Linked DNA regions of Mus musculus: region 1 is linked to region 2. A link is a contact called in public promoter capture Hi-C data. All regions are on one chromosome and are shown on one strand. The core of a region is the stretch at or near the end of the contact, and the rest is flanking DNA. Distances in the headings are between cores, read along the strand shown. Region 1 holds the start of 4930481B07Rik (a long non-coding RNA gene). Region 2 holds the start of Sf3b4 (splicing factor 3b, subunit 4).

Evidence for each region. Capture Hi-C pulls out chosen DNA fragments and counts their contacts.
Region 1: a contact with region 2 is called in a promoter capture Hi-C map of liver, with 2.8 times the contacts expected there. The contact joins the promoter of 4930481B07Rik here to the promoter of Sf3b4 in region 2. A contact is called at or near these places in 3 of 39 promoter capture datasets (liver and pre-B cells), 1 of 484 Hi-C or Micro-C datasets (uterus), 1 of 115 datasets of contacts at active chromatin or transcription factors (microglia) and 1 of 9 other capture datasets (liver).

What each region holds. Positions count from the first base shown.
Region 1 is chr3:95,012,761-95,018,286 of GRCm38.p6, reverse strand. It overlaps 4930481B07Rik (a long non-coding RNA gene), which reads right to left and starts at 2,758. Exons shown (of 2, transcript XR_003954670.1): 1 at 2,010-2,758; 2 at 1-1,646. Zfp687 (zinc finger protein 687) reads left to right here and starts at 2,830. Exons shown (of 9, transcript NM_001357863.1): 1 at 2,830-2,967.
Region 2 is chr3:96,171,024-96,176,772 of GRCm38.p6, reverse strand. Sf3b4 (splicing factor 3b, subunit 4) reads right to left here and starts at 4,267. Exons shown (of 6, transcript NM_153053.4): 1 at 4,166-4,267; 2 at 3,674-3,802; 3 at 2,690-3,232; 4 at 2,244-2,450; 5 at 1-138. The coding sequence starts at 4,199. Mtmr11 (myotubularin related protein 11) reads right to left here. Exons shown (of 17, transcript NM_181409.3): 17 at 5,055-5,687. The coding sequence ends at 5,541. Gm22027 (a small nucleolar RNA gene) reads right to left here and starts at 412; the gene lies at 286-412.

The sequences.
Region 1 (5,526 bases), core at 1,509-4,008, 1.2 Mb after region 2:
TTAAGAGCACTGACTACTTTCCGAAGGTCCTGAGTTCAAATCCCAGCAACCACATGGTAGCTCACAACCACCCATAACGAGACCTGATGCCCTCTTCAGGTGTGTCAGAAGACAGCTACAGTCTACTTATATATAATAATAAATCTTTGGGCCGGAGCGAGCAGGGACTGAGCAAGCGGAGTTGACCGGAGCGAGCAGAAGTCCTAAAATTCAATTCCCAACAACCACATGAAGGCTCACAACCATTTGTACAGCTATAGTGTACCCATATACATAAAATAAATAAATCAATCTTAAAAAAAATGTAGAAGCCTGCCACCCACTGGAACTGTAAGCCCAAGTAAACCCTCTCTAAGTTGCCACAGTCATGGTGTTTTTACCACAGCAATAGAAAAGTAACTAGTACAGTTTGGAACTTGCTATGTACCTGAGACTGGCCTTGAACTCTTGCTCCTTCTGCCTCCACCTCCCAGGTGTTAGGATTACAAGATTTCTTCCACTACATCTAGTTTGAAAAATATTTCTTAAACAAATGACTAGTACATCTAATTGAAGAACAAATTTCTATACAGAATTCTCTTGGCAAGGGAATCTGTAATTCACCACTTACTCTTTTGAATTCTCAAAATTTTAACTTCATTGCTTCTGACTTTGTGTAAATCAGTTAATCTAGCCTGCCTGTGCTTGTTTCCTTCTCTATAAAATGACCATACTAATACTTTCCTCTAGAGTTGTAAGGATTAATGAGAACATAAAGCTCTAATCACAATACATGTATATGAATAGTAATTATTAAACCTATAGAAAGACCCAGAGGAAAATATGGGAATGGAATATATTCAGTAGGGTTTTTTCTCCCTTGTTGGACTCAAGAGTTTCATGTATTCCGGGTGGAAATCAGACTCCCTATGGAGCCAAAAGTAGCTTTGAACTTGGTACTCCTGCCGCCACCTTCCAAGTGCTGGGATTATGAGCATAAAACCCGAACCCAAGTTTGTAAAATATAATCTACCAACGGAGCCACAGCCTCAGCTCTCCAGTAAAGAACTCTCGTTATTCAGAAAGAGTTCTGTGAGCTGCAGCACCTCTGAGAAATATGGCAGATGAGGCAAAGGTAGGGGCTGCATTTATCCCGTTGTTTGCTATCGCTATATAAATAGCACTCTGCCTTCTAAGCTTTTCATGCTCACAAAAATAATCTTGGCAGGTGGATATTATAGTTACCATTTTATTCATGAGACAATAGGTTTAGGGAGGTAGAACGATTTGTCTGATGTCATCATGTGGAATGTAGTGGTTCCAAGATTCCTCCCATACATAAGCCTGAATTTTTTGGATCCACTGCTATGGGAGTCCAAGGGGAGGTAACAGAGCCTTCTTTTAAAAGCTTTACCCAAACCTGGGCCTGATGGCGCAACAGTGTAGCCCTAGTTACTAGGCAGGCAGGACAACTTAGTGGAAACCCTGTCCCAAAAAGTGATAGGGTATAGAGTAGCTTCAGTGTTACGAGTGCACCTGCCAAGCGTGTGCGACTCCCAACGTCCAATAATCAGTATCGCCAAAACAAAACAAAAACACTCGCCAAGCTGCTATGTCGGTGGGCTGCTTGCTTGGACTGGGTGAAGCACTAGGTTCCACTCCGAACACTGCAAAAAGTGAAAATAAAACAGAAATTTAAAAACCCTTGTCATTTGAAACGGCTGCGGTCGCGGTGGGCGGCGGCGGCGCGGGGCCAGGGTAGAGAGCGCGCCAGGTGGCACACTGGGCCTGCAGATGGATCCAGCAAAAACCTGAGCCAGCGCAGGTGGGTGAGTGTCAAGGCAATTCGTCTCCCTGGCGACTCCGCCCCTTTTCCCACCTCCAAGGGGCGGGGCAGCAAAGCGCGGGAAAGCTCAACGGGAACAGTAATGCCAGCTCCCGTCAGGGGCGGAGAAAAGGGAGCTCTCTTAAATGGGAAATAGATCTGGGCTCCCTCCTTCTCTCGCGTAAGAAGCCTATCAGCATACTACCTTAAGCTCTCCTTGGTTGTGGCCCAGGCCACGCCAGCACTTCCCAACGTCACCTCCCCCACTTCCGGTCGCAGCGTGTCCCAGGTCTCAGGTCTCGGTGGTTCCGGTTTCTTTTACACTCGGAATCCCAAAGTCTGTCCAGCTCTCCCGCAGAGGGAGGGGCCGTGCGTGGTGCGTACGCCCAGAGGCAGGCGGACGCCAGAACCGCATCCATCCGGATTATAAAGCAGTTTAGACTGCGAGGAACCCCAGGCAATGGTCACCCCGATGACGTAATGTTTGGGGGTGGCACCTCATTTTGTGACCCCCAGCACCGCATCCGTTCGAGCGCGGCTTAGCCTGAGGAAACGGCACGAACACTTAAAACACCCAGGTTCCACACGGAGCCGACGAGGTTCCCCTAGACGCGCCGCCATACAGCTAGAGTTCCTAAGTTTGTAGATGTGAGGCACAGTGTCCAGCTTCGAGCGACCAATGGAGAGAGGATGGCTACGCTTCTGAGCTAGCTAGTCACCCCTCGCAACCCAAAGCGAAGACTAAGGCTGGCTTCTTGCTAAGCGACAGCGGCGGCGGCCAATGGCTTTCGGGCTGCTCAGACAGGGCAGGTGGACTCCGGAGCAGCCAATGGGGAGAACCTTCTCCACAGGGCCCAGGCCCTTTGTCCAATAGTGATGAGAAGACTATGAGGGGCCAGTTCCGAGCGGGGTATGGAGGGCCAATCCCATACGGGACTGGGTGGGGCTCACAGTTGAATGACAGGTCCATTAGCCAATGGCGAGTATGAAAGCGGGCAGCCCGGACTAGGAGCACGGAGGGAGCTGAGGGAGAGGGGAGGCCGAAGCGGAGAGAAGCAGGAAGTAGCGGCGGCCGCGGGGAGGGCGGCGGCGGCGGTAGCGGCGGTGGCGGCTGGAACCGGGAGGAGGCCGTAGGGTCTCAGCCCGCACCAGGATCGGAACAAGTAAGCACGCTCGCGGCAAATACCCGCCCCTGGCTCCGCCCCCCGGGGGGGCGGGTAAATACCCCTGCCCCTCCCCCACTTGGTCAACTACCCCCTTCTCCGTGCCGCCGCCCCCTGGGGCGGCTGCTGGCCTGGCCGGGTCGCCGCCTTCTTCTTCGAGGACCACCGGTGGGAACTCCAGTTTGCTGGAAGCACGGCCCCCTAGCCTGGTAACGTGGGAGGGGGTTCCTGGACCCCTAAGTCCTGGCGCTCTTAGACTGAGAGGCAGTCAGAGTGCGGCCGGGGGACTCGAGGCTGCGGGATGTCGCGACCTAAAATGGTGTCCGTGCCGGGCGGTGGGGGCGGGGGAATTGGGCCCAGCAGGAGAGGAGCCTGCATCCCGACCGGGTGCTGGTCAGCGTCCGGACCCAGGCAGGACTCAGGCTAGCGCCTCGATCCTGGCGAGCTCCTTGCAGTCACTCGGGTCTGGGGAGAGCCTCTGGGGGTCAGAGACAGGGCAAGCTGCCCGGCGCGCAGAGATGAAGGGGACCAGGTTCGAGTCTGGACTGACCTGGCTGCAGAGCTTAGAATCACGCAGGGACCGCCCCCTCTTGTGTCTCCACTCCCCTCGCGCCACTCCCCACTGCCGGGGAGTCCTGGCCCCCAATGTGCAGCGCCGCAGATCCTAAGGGCCTGGCCTCACCGAGGCCCTCCCTTGAGTTCTTAGCCGGTGAAAGTGAAAGAAGCACCACTCGCCTCAGTTTACCCTTTAGTTTTTAAATGTACTTCTTGTCCCCTACCCGAAACCCCGGACTTACTTTCCGCGCCAGTCCCTGGCAGATGGCAGGGACTTAAATGCCGCCCGCTGCCCAGCTTGGCCGCAACCTAATCGCCCCTGGCCGTGCTCTGGCCCCTTCCTTTTGCTCTGCGCTGTAGGCCTTGGGCAAAGGGCAATGGAGCCCCCACCCTACCGGTGTCTGTTCACCCTTTTCTTGTTAAGCCCCCTTTGCTTTTGAAGAACAGAGGGGGAAAGTAGGTAGGGAGATGGCAGCTCCACAGGCCTGGCGGCTGAGTGGAGGATCTTCATTGGCCTTAAGCCTCTGTGTTTGGCCCACTGTCTGCTCCAGGTGGCTATCGGATGACCTCCAAGTCACTTGCACGCCAGAGGGAGGTGGTTGGGAGAGGTAGGTTCGCAGGTGTTTTCTTAGTCCCCATTGGTTTGTACTCCACCGACCCACCCTGCTGGGAGCTTGAGTGGGAAGGTAGCCCAGGCTTCCCGACCCGGGAGAGCTGAATTGAAGAGGGACCTAGCGATTCATCTGGGTTAAAACTAAGGGCTTTGTTCAAACCCAGAATGTGCAGAATTAAATAGAGGGGTAATGTACAAGGAGGACTACCCTTTCTTCCTCTAGTTGGTACCCTTGTCCCCCACCCCCACCTTGGTCCGGGCAATGCCAGCCGCCACCTGCTGGGACTATCTCCAGTTACAGTCTGAAGGCTGGAAAGAGGTGAGAGAATTGGCCCTGGGAAATGGCTTGCATCCTGGGCAGGGAATGTATAAAGGGGAGCGAATTTGTCCCTATGTTGAGTCTTCCTAGATACAGAATTACTTATGGTTAAGAACAGATAGAGGATAGAGTTTGGGTCTCCTACAGTCTCTGAGCTGGCCTCCTTGTTGCTTTAGTGACACATAAGTCTTTTGGGAATACCCCTCCCCAATCCTCCCTGGGCCAGATTAAGGTTGGGGGAGACTTCTAGGCTACTGTTACCCAAGAAGGTGGAGTTTGAGTTGGAGGGTAGACTGTGTGAGGAGCTTAGAGCAGAAATGTCAGTGGAAAGGAGGAGCTTTCTCCCAGTGTGGAAGCTATGTTGGACCAGCTTGTGCCCTGGAGTCTTAACCCTGAGAGAGCAAGGTGGAGGAGGGAGGACACTCTGGGGAAGGTGAGCAAGCCGCAGGTGTTTGTGACAGGAGAGGACTCAGCCAGGGCCCTTGTGACTATGCCCCCCTCCACCTCTTTCTGTGTCTTAATTCTTTCTACCTTGAATGTTTCTCCTTGCTCACCGTGCTAGGGCTTTGGGTGCCAGGCTCCAGATCTTTCACATATGGCTTTAGCTGACCTCTGACTCTTAGCTCTGGCCCTAGCCCTAGGTGGCCCTAGGTGGCCTCCTTCCCAGTGCAGCCCGCTCCTGCTTGACCTCATGTCCTAATTTGGCCTGCATTAGTACATTGTATTCTGTGTTTACACTCACACATATGATTTCATGTTTGTGGAAGAACTTTGATAAATGGGTTACTTGTCCACTCTTTGAACCAGCAAAAGTAAGGCAATGAAGTAACTTGCTTGAAGGACGGTGATAACGCTAAAGGCAGAGCAAGTTAAGTTTTAGCCGTAATCACTGCTCTTGTGTGTAAATGGCCTTTCAGATCTCTGTGGACCCCCAATTCATATTTCATGAATAATACTGATCCCATGCTGACGCAAGCCCTGAAACCCAGAGCAGTATGTCTGCCATCCTCCTTGATATTCTGTTGGTTAATTGGTTCTGTGTGAGACACAGGAACAGTTAGTTTATCTGGTT
Region 2 (5,749 bases), core at 3,018-5,517:
TGCCCATTGGAGGAGGTCCAGGATGAGGCATTCCAGGAGGTGGCCGAGGTGGTGGCTGCCCCCCAGAGCCCGGAGGCCCAGCATGGGGGTGTCCTAGGCCATGGGGGCCATGGTGGGCCAGCTGCATCTGGGACATCCCTATGGATAAACCACACAAGGAGACAGTGACAAAAAAGGAAACCAAAGCAAAGAAAACAGAAGAGTGCACAATGATGACTTAAACACAGTGACACCATTCTTAACCCTTCCTACAGTAAAGCCCAGCCAGTGCCACGTGCTCAGGCAATCTGTCTGAAGGTGACTGACAGCACTGGCTAAAGTAGCCATGCTGCTAATATTCCCCCAGGTTTATTTAGCACATCAGAAATATCTTTTCTCTTGATGTGAAGAAAAAAGACAATGAAATGTGCATTCACTTTCCTTCTGACTTAAACAGAGAGATGGTGACAGCCAAGGATAAAACAAGCAGAATTTTTGCTCTGTGTAGGACAGGACTTGGGTGGAAATTATATGCCCGTGCAATGACTTAATTCTAAAAGGCCAGTAAGAACGCCTTAGGAAGAGCAGGCCTGGTAGCACATATCTGACCTGGTAGCACATATCTGAATTGCCCAGAACGCTAAAGGTAGAGGCAGAAAGATTAGTAGTAGCTAACTACATACCTAGCAAGTTGAGACCAGCCTGGGGCACAGGAGACTTTGGTTCAAAAAAAACAAAACAAAACAAAACAAAACAAAATTTACAAAACCCGCTAAATTATAAAAAAAAGAAAAGAAAATTTTAGCCTGCCATGGAGTGCCCACTTTTAATCCCAGCACTAGGGAGGCAGAAGCATGTGGATCTGTGTGAGTTAGCTAGCCTAGTCTACAGAGTTCCAGGCTAGCCAGGGCTACACTGTATTCAAAAACAAGTCCTTAAGAAGACAAGAGAGGGCTGGTGAGATGGCTCAGTGGGTAAGAGAACCCGACTGCTCTTCAGAAGGTCCGAAGTTCAAATCCCAGCAACCACATGGTGGCTCACAACCACCCGTAATGAGATCTGATGCCCTCTTCTGGTGTGTCTGAAGTCAGCTACAGTGTACTTATATATAATAAACAAACAAACAAACAAATAAATCTTAAAAAAAAAAAAAAAAAAAAAAGAAGACAAGAGAGTGGATGTCAACTGCTCCAAGCAGAAAGTTTGGCATGTGTGAACACCAAACAGTAAACATGACAATGCCTGTAAGTTAGGCCAACCAAGAGGACCCTGAGCGCCAGCAGTGAGACCAGGTTTTCTTCTGTAAGTAAAGGCAACAGAAGAATTTTAAGGAAATGTCTGAGCTGGGCGTGGTAGCGCACGCGTTAATCCCAGCACTCGGGAGGCAGAGGCAGGTGGATTTCTGAGTTCAAGGTCAAAAGAGAATTCCAGGACAGCCAGGGCTACACAGAGAAACCCTGTCTCAAAAAACAAAAAAACAAAAAAAAAACAAAAGAAGAAGAAAATGTCTGTGAATACCCTGGAAAAGTTACTCAGTGAAAGTAGATGAGTCCCTGAGTCAGTGACAGGAAGTGAGTGCAGTCTGAGCACTGGCTTGTGACCAATGACAAAAACATAAGCTAGACTTGCTCTGCAAAGTGGAGGACAGAACAGACAAAGCCCCAGAGTTGTAAACTGGGCTCCTACAAGTGAGAACTACTGAAGATGGTGTCAGAAAGAGGAAAGTTAAGTGTGGGTTGAGCAGTGGCCTTTTCTAGCCTGCCAAGAACCTAAGACCAGAGACCAATGGTAAATTAGCACCTTCACATTTAACACTACAGAGAAACAAAGAAAAGAGAAACAAGCAAAAAATCTACACAAACATAAAAAAAGGAGCCGATCCAGGTTGCTATGGTTGACATTAGAGAAATCTAGAAACACGCACGCCTTTAGTCCCAGCACTTGGGAGGCAGAGGCAAGAGGATCTCTGAGTTTGACACTGCCAGCTACACAGAGAACCCGTTTCTCAAAAAGCCAAAAGCAGAAATGTCTTCTAGATTTGGCAACCTTGGAAGCAGAGGAGAGGTTGAGAGTTTTGCCCAGTACAAGCTATCCTTTAGGAAATACAAGAACTGGAGATAAAACAGGAGCACCAACACGTACAAAGTACTGTCTGTTTCTGAAGAAAAGGAGGACTCTGGACTATTTTCATCCAAGACTACCAGGACAGACAGTAAGAAAGCCCCTCTCACAAGCTCAGCTCCTTCCCAGCACAGAGCCCTTACCTGGATGGGGCATCCCACCTGGTGGGAACGGGTGAGGATGTGAGTGTCCGTGACCGGGATGTCCAGCCCCTGGAGTCCCTGCTGCTGGGGGGCCATGTCCTCCAGCCCCAGGTGGCATAGGTGGTGGGGGCATGGCTGGGGGAATCCCAGGAGGGAGGGCCCCAGGAGGTGGCACTGGAGGTGGAAAAGAGCCAGGAGGCGGCATGCCTGTGTAAGAAATGGAAGACAGTTAATGTCTTGCAGAGCTCCAGCCTCCCCCCTGCAGGCTTCCCTTCAGCTTCACTCCATCTGCCAACTTCATCCGCCAACTTCATCCCTTCCACCAGCACGCCTCACTCCTGTCTCACTGCCCAACAACTTAGCAGCTTACTCTACCAGGGCTGCTTCTGCCTCCTGAGCCTCCCTCCCAAGAGCCTCACTGGCACAGTCTGAACTCCAAGCTGTACCTGGTGGAGGAAGCCCAGAACCCAGGGATGAAACCACGGGATTGGGGGCAGAGGGCGGAGGGGGTGCATCGGCAAACAGCTGGTGAGGGCGGTCAGCCTGGGACAGCGGGTTCTGGGCTGCCAGGAGTCTTTCAGCTGCTGAGCCATGGCGTTCACCCTTAGAGTCCTTCTTGAAGGCATAAGACACAGTGATAGGACGGTTACACAGGTACTGCCCGTTCATGGCCTCAATTGCTGCATCCGAAGCATCGAAGGAGGCAAAATTAATGAAGGCGTAACCCTTGGAGTTGCCTGTGTCAGGGTCCCGCATGATCTTGGGGGTCTGTAGGATGACTCCAAAGGCGCTGAAAGTATCGTAAAGCAGCTTTTCATCAATTTCTGGGTCCAGATTTCCAATGAAAATGTTGGCTCCCACATCCAGGTTTTTGTTGTGAGCTGAGGCCTTGTTCACCCGTATTGGCTTTCCATAGAGTTTGATCATGTTCATAATCTTAATGGCATAGTCGGCATCTTCCTCGCTCAGGAATTCAACAAAGCCATAGCCTGGGGAATCAATGAAAAAAACAAAACAAAACAAAAAACAAACAAACAAAAAAAACCCATCATTCAGGGGAAGAGACTCAAAATGAAACATTAACTCCCCAGCCTTCAAACACAAAGAACATAATAGATAATAGCTGGGCGACTGCACGTGCACGTGCTTTTAATGCCACCACTTCGTAGCAGAGGCAGGTGGAGCTCAAAGATCGTGACCAGCCTGGTCTACAGAGCAAGATCTAGGACAGCCAGGACTACACAGAGAATGGTTGAGAATGGTTCCAGAAACTAGAGCTAAGAGAAAATATTCCAGAAACTGGGAATTGAAGCTGAAGGAGAAAGCAATCTTTAGGTTGCTCATTCCAAAGGCGCTGTGCCTAGCGGCTGAGCCTCTTCGGGGCCGGTTAACCCTCTCCAGGGCTGATTCCTGCCCCGTACCCTACTCACCCTGGTGCTGGCCAGTGACTCTGTCCTTGGGCATGTGGGTGTTGACCACTGGCCCTGCCTGGAGAAAGAGCTCCCACAGCAGCGGCTCACTCACTTTCTCGTCCAGACCGCCCACGTACACCGTGGCATCTAAAGGGAAGAAGCAGGCGATGAGGAGTCGGCAGTGAAAAAGAAGACAAAAACCAAAAACCGTCGCCTAAAGCCCTGAAATTCCCTCTGCCACCATCATCTAGAAAATCTGCTACGTCTAATTTGGCATTCTTGCTGGTCCGGTACTCCCGGGAGGCTTTTGTCTTCTTGGTGGAGGGAGCTGATCTAGAAGCATCGCTTCTCACAGGCCTCGGCCTGCACCCGGCCTCGCGGCCAGCCAGGTGCCCAGAGGTCGGTGTCCCACCGGGGGGGATCTCGTCTACCACCCCAGGGGGAACGCTTCCGGCACTAATCTTCCCTCCACTTCCCTGCTCCTATCTTGGGCTCTTCTCTCCCAATTACCCTGATTCCGTTCGGAGATCGGTCCGGCAGCCATGGCGAAGGGGCTCCCGCCGTCTCTAAGCAGCAGCACCGCCCCCTGACCTCAGTTACAACTTCCACTTCCGGGCCAAGGCTCACGTTGGGCGGGGCCGGCGCCGGGGGGGGGGGGAGGAGCCGGAAGCGATCGCGGCCATCTTAGGGGTCGGAGTCTTGTCTTTCGGAAGGGAAAGGCGCTCTAGGGCTGCTGCTGTAGTCGGGGCGGAACGGATGTGCTCAGCCCGTCTCGACACAGTTAACTAAAGCCCCGGATGCTTCCAGACTGTTAGAGGCTCACACGGCTCCCCAAACGCACATTCAAGTGCAAAACCAGGCTTTGTACGTTCTGTGACGCAGAGTTGTGTCCTAAGTGCAGGGCCAGGACTGCCTTCTGGAGCGACCTATTATTTAGTGAGGTCCACGACGCTCGTGCAGACTCGCCCTCGGCCTAGACTTGAGCCTGAGGTATTTTGTTTTCCCCTAAGTGTCAAATCTCCGCTTATCTTGGGAAATCTGGGACACGAAACCGGGTTGGGTTGCGGGCTGGTATCGAAGCTTTAAGGAGCAGACATGGATCTCTTGAGTTAAAGGCCAGCCAGGTCTACAGAACGAGTTCCAGGACAGCCATGGCCACACAGAAAACCTGTCTCAAAAAACAGAGTTCCAGCTGGCCTAATAGACACATAGAGACCATGTCTCAAAAAAGGTGTGCGGACCCCTTCCCCCATATTTTATGTGTATTTCTTCCAGGCCACGCCTGACTTGGATCCTTTATTTCCTTACAATAATTTGGGTGTTTTTCTCAGTTCACACCCTCCCCTCCACCCCCACGGCTTTGCTGAGATCTTCATTCAACACAAGAAAATACCAGCAATGTGTAGAAATACTGTGCTTTAATGAACTCCTTAAATAGAAACGCTGCTATGAAAATATACAGTGGGAGGAGACGGTTTCTCCCTTATTCACCTCGTTCCCACAGAAGACTAAGAAAAGATTTCAAAGTAGTGTAGAGAGGTTGCGAATGAGGTCTCTAGGACATCATTGTTGGGACTGATGAAAAGGGTCTCTCATGTCACAGTTTTGACGGCCATCCAAAAGGTACAGAATTGCCTGGGAAAAGGGGCAATCACATTCTGAACTGGTCTTGTTTCTTAGTTTTCAAATCACAAGAAATGAAAATAGCCCCAGAAATCAAACAAATCGGGAGACCTTTAGGTTGGTAGCGCCACCATCTGCTACAGAAACGGGCCTTCTAAGTGAACTCTGCAGACTGGAATGCCAAAGCTGAGGCGTCAAGGTCAGACAGGAAGATGAGCAGAGACCCCTGCCCTGCCTCTGAGAACGACGCTAACAAACAGTTTCAGCAGATCTGAGAGAGGATGGTATTCGGATCTCTTTTCTTGCTCTGGTCCTCGGGAGATATTCTTGGTGTCCATTGTCTTAACAGTTCCTGAAGGTGAGAAAGCTCATCCTGAAGGGCAGAGACTGTGAGAGCTGAGGAGCCCATCTGGGGAGGGGCAAAGCGCACAGAGGAAGACTGTTACAGGGCTTGCTTCCTGGTTCCTTTTT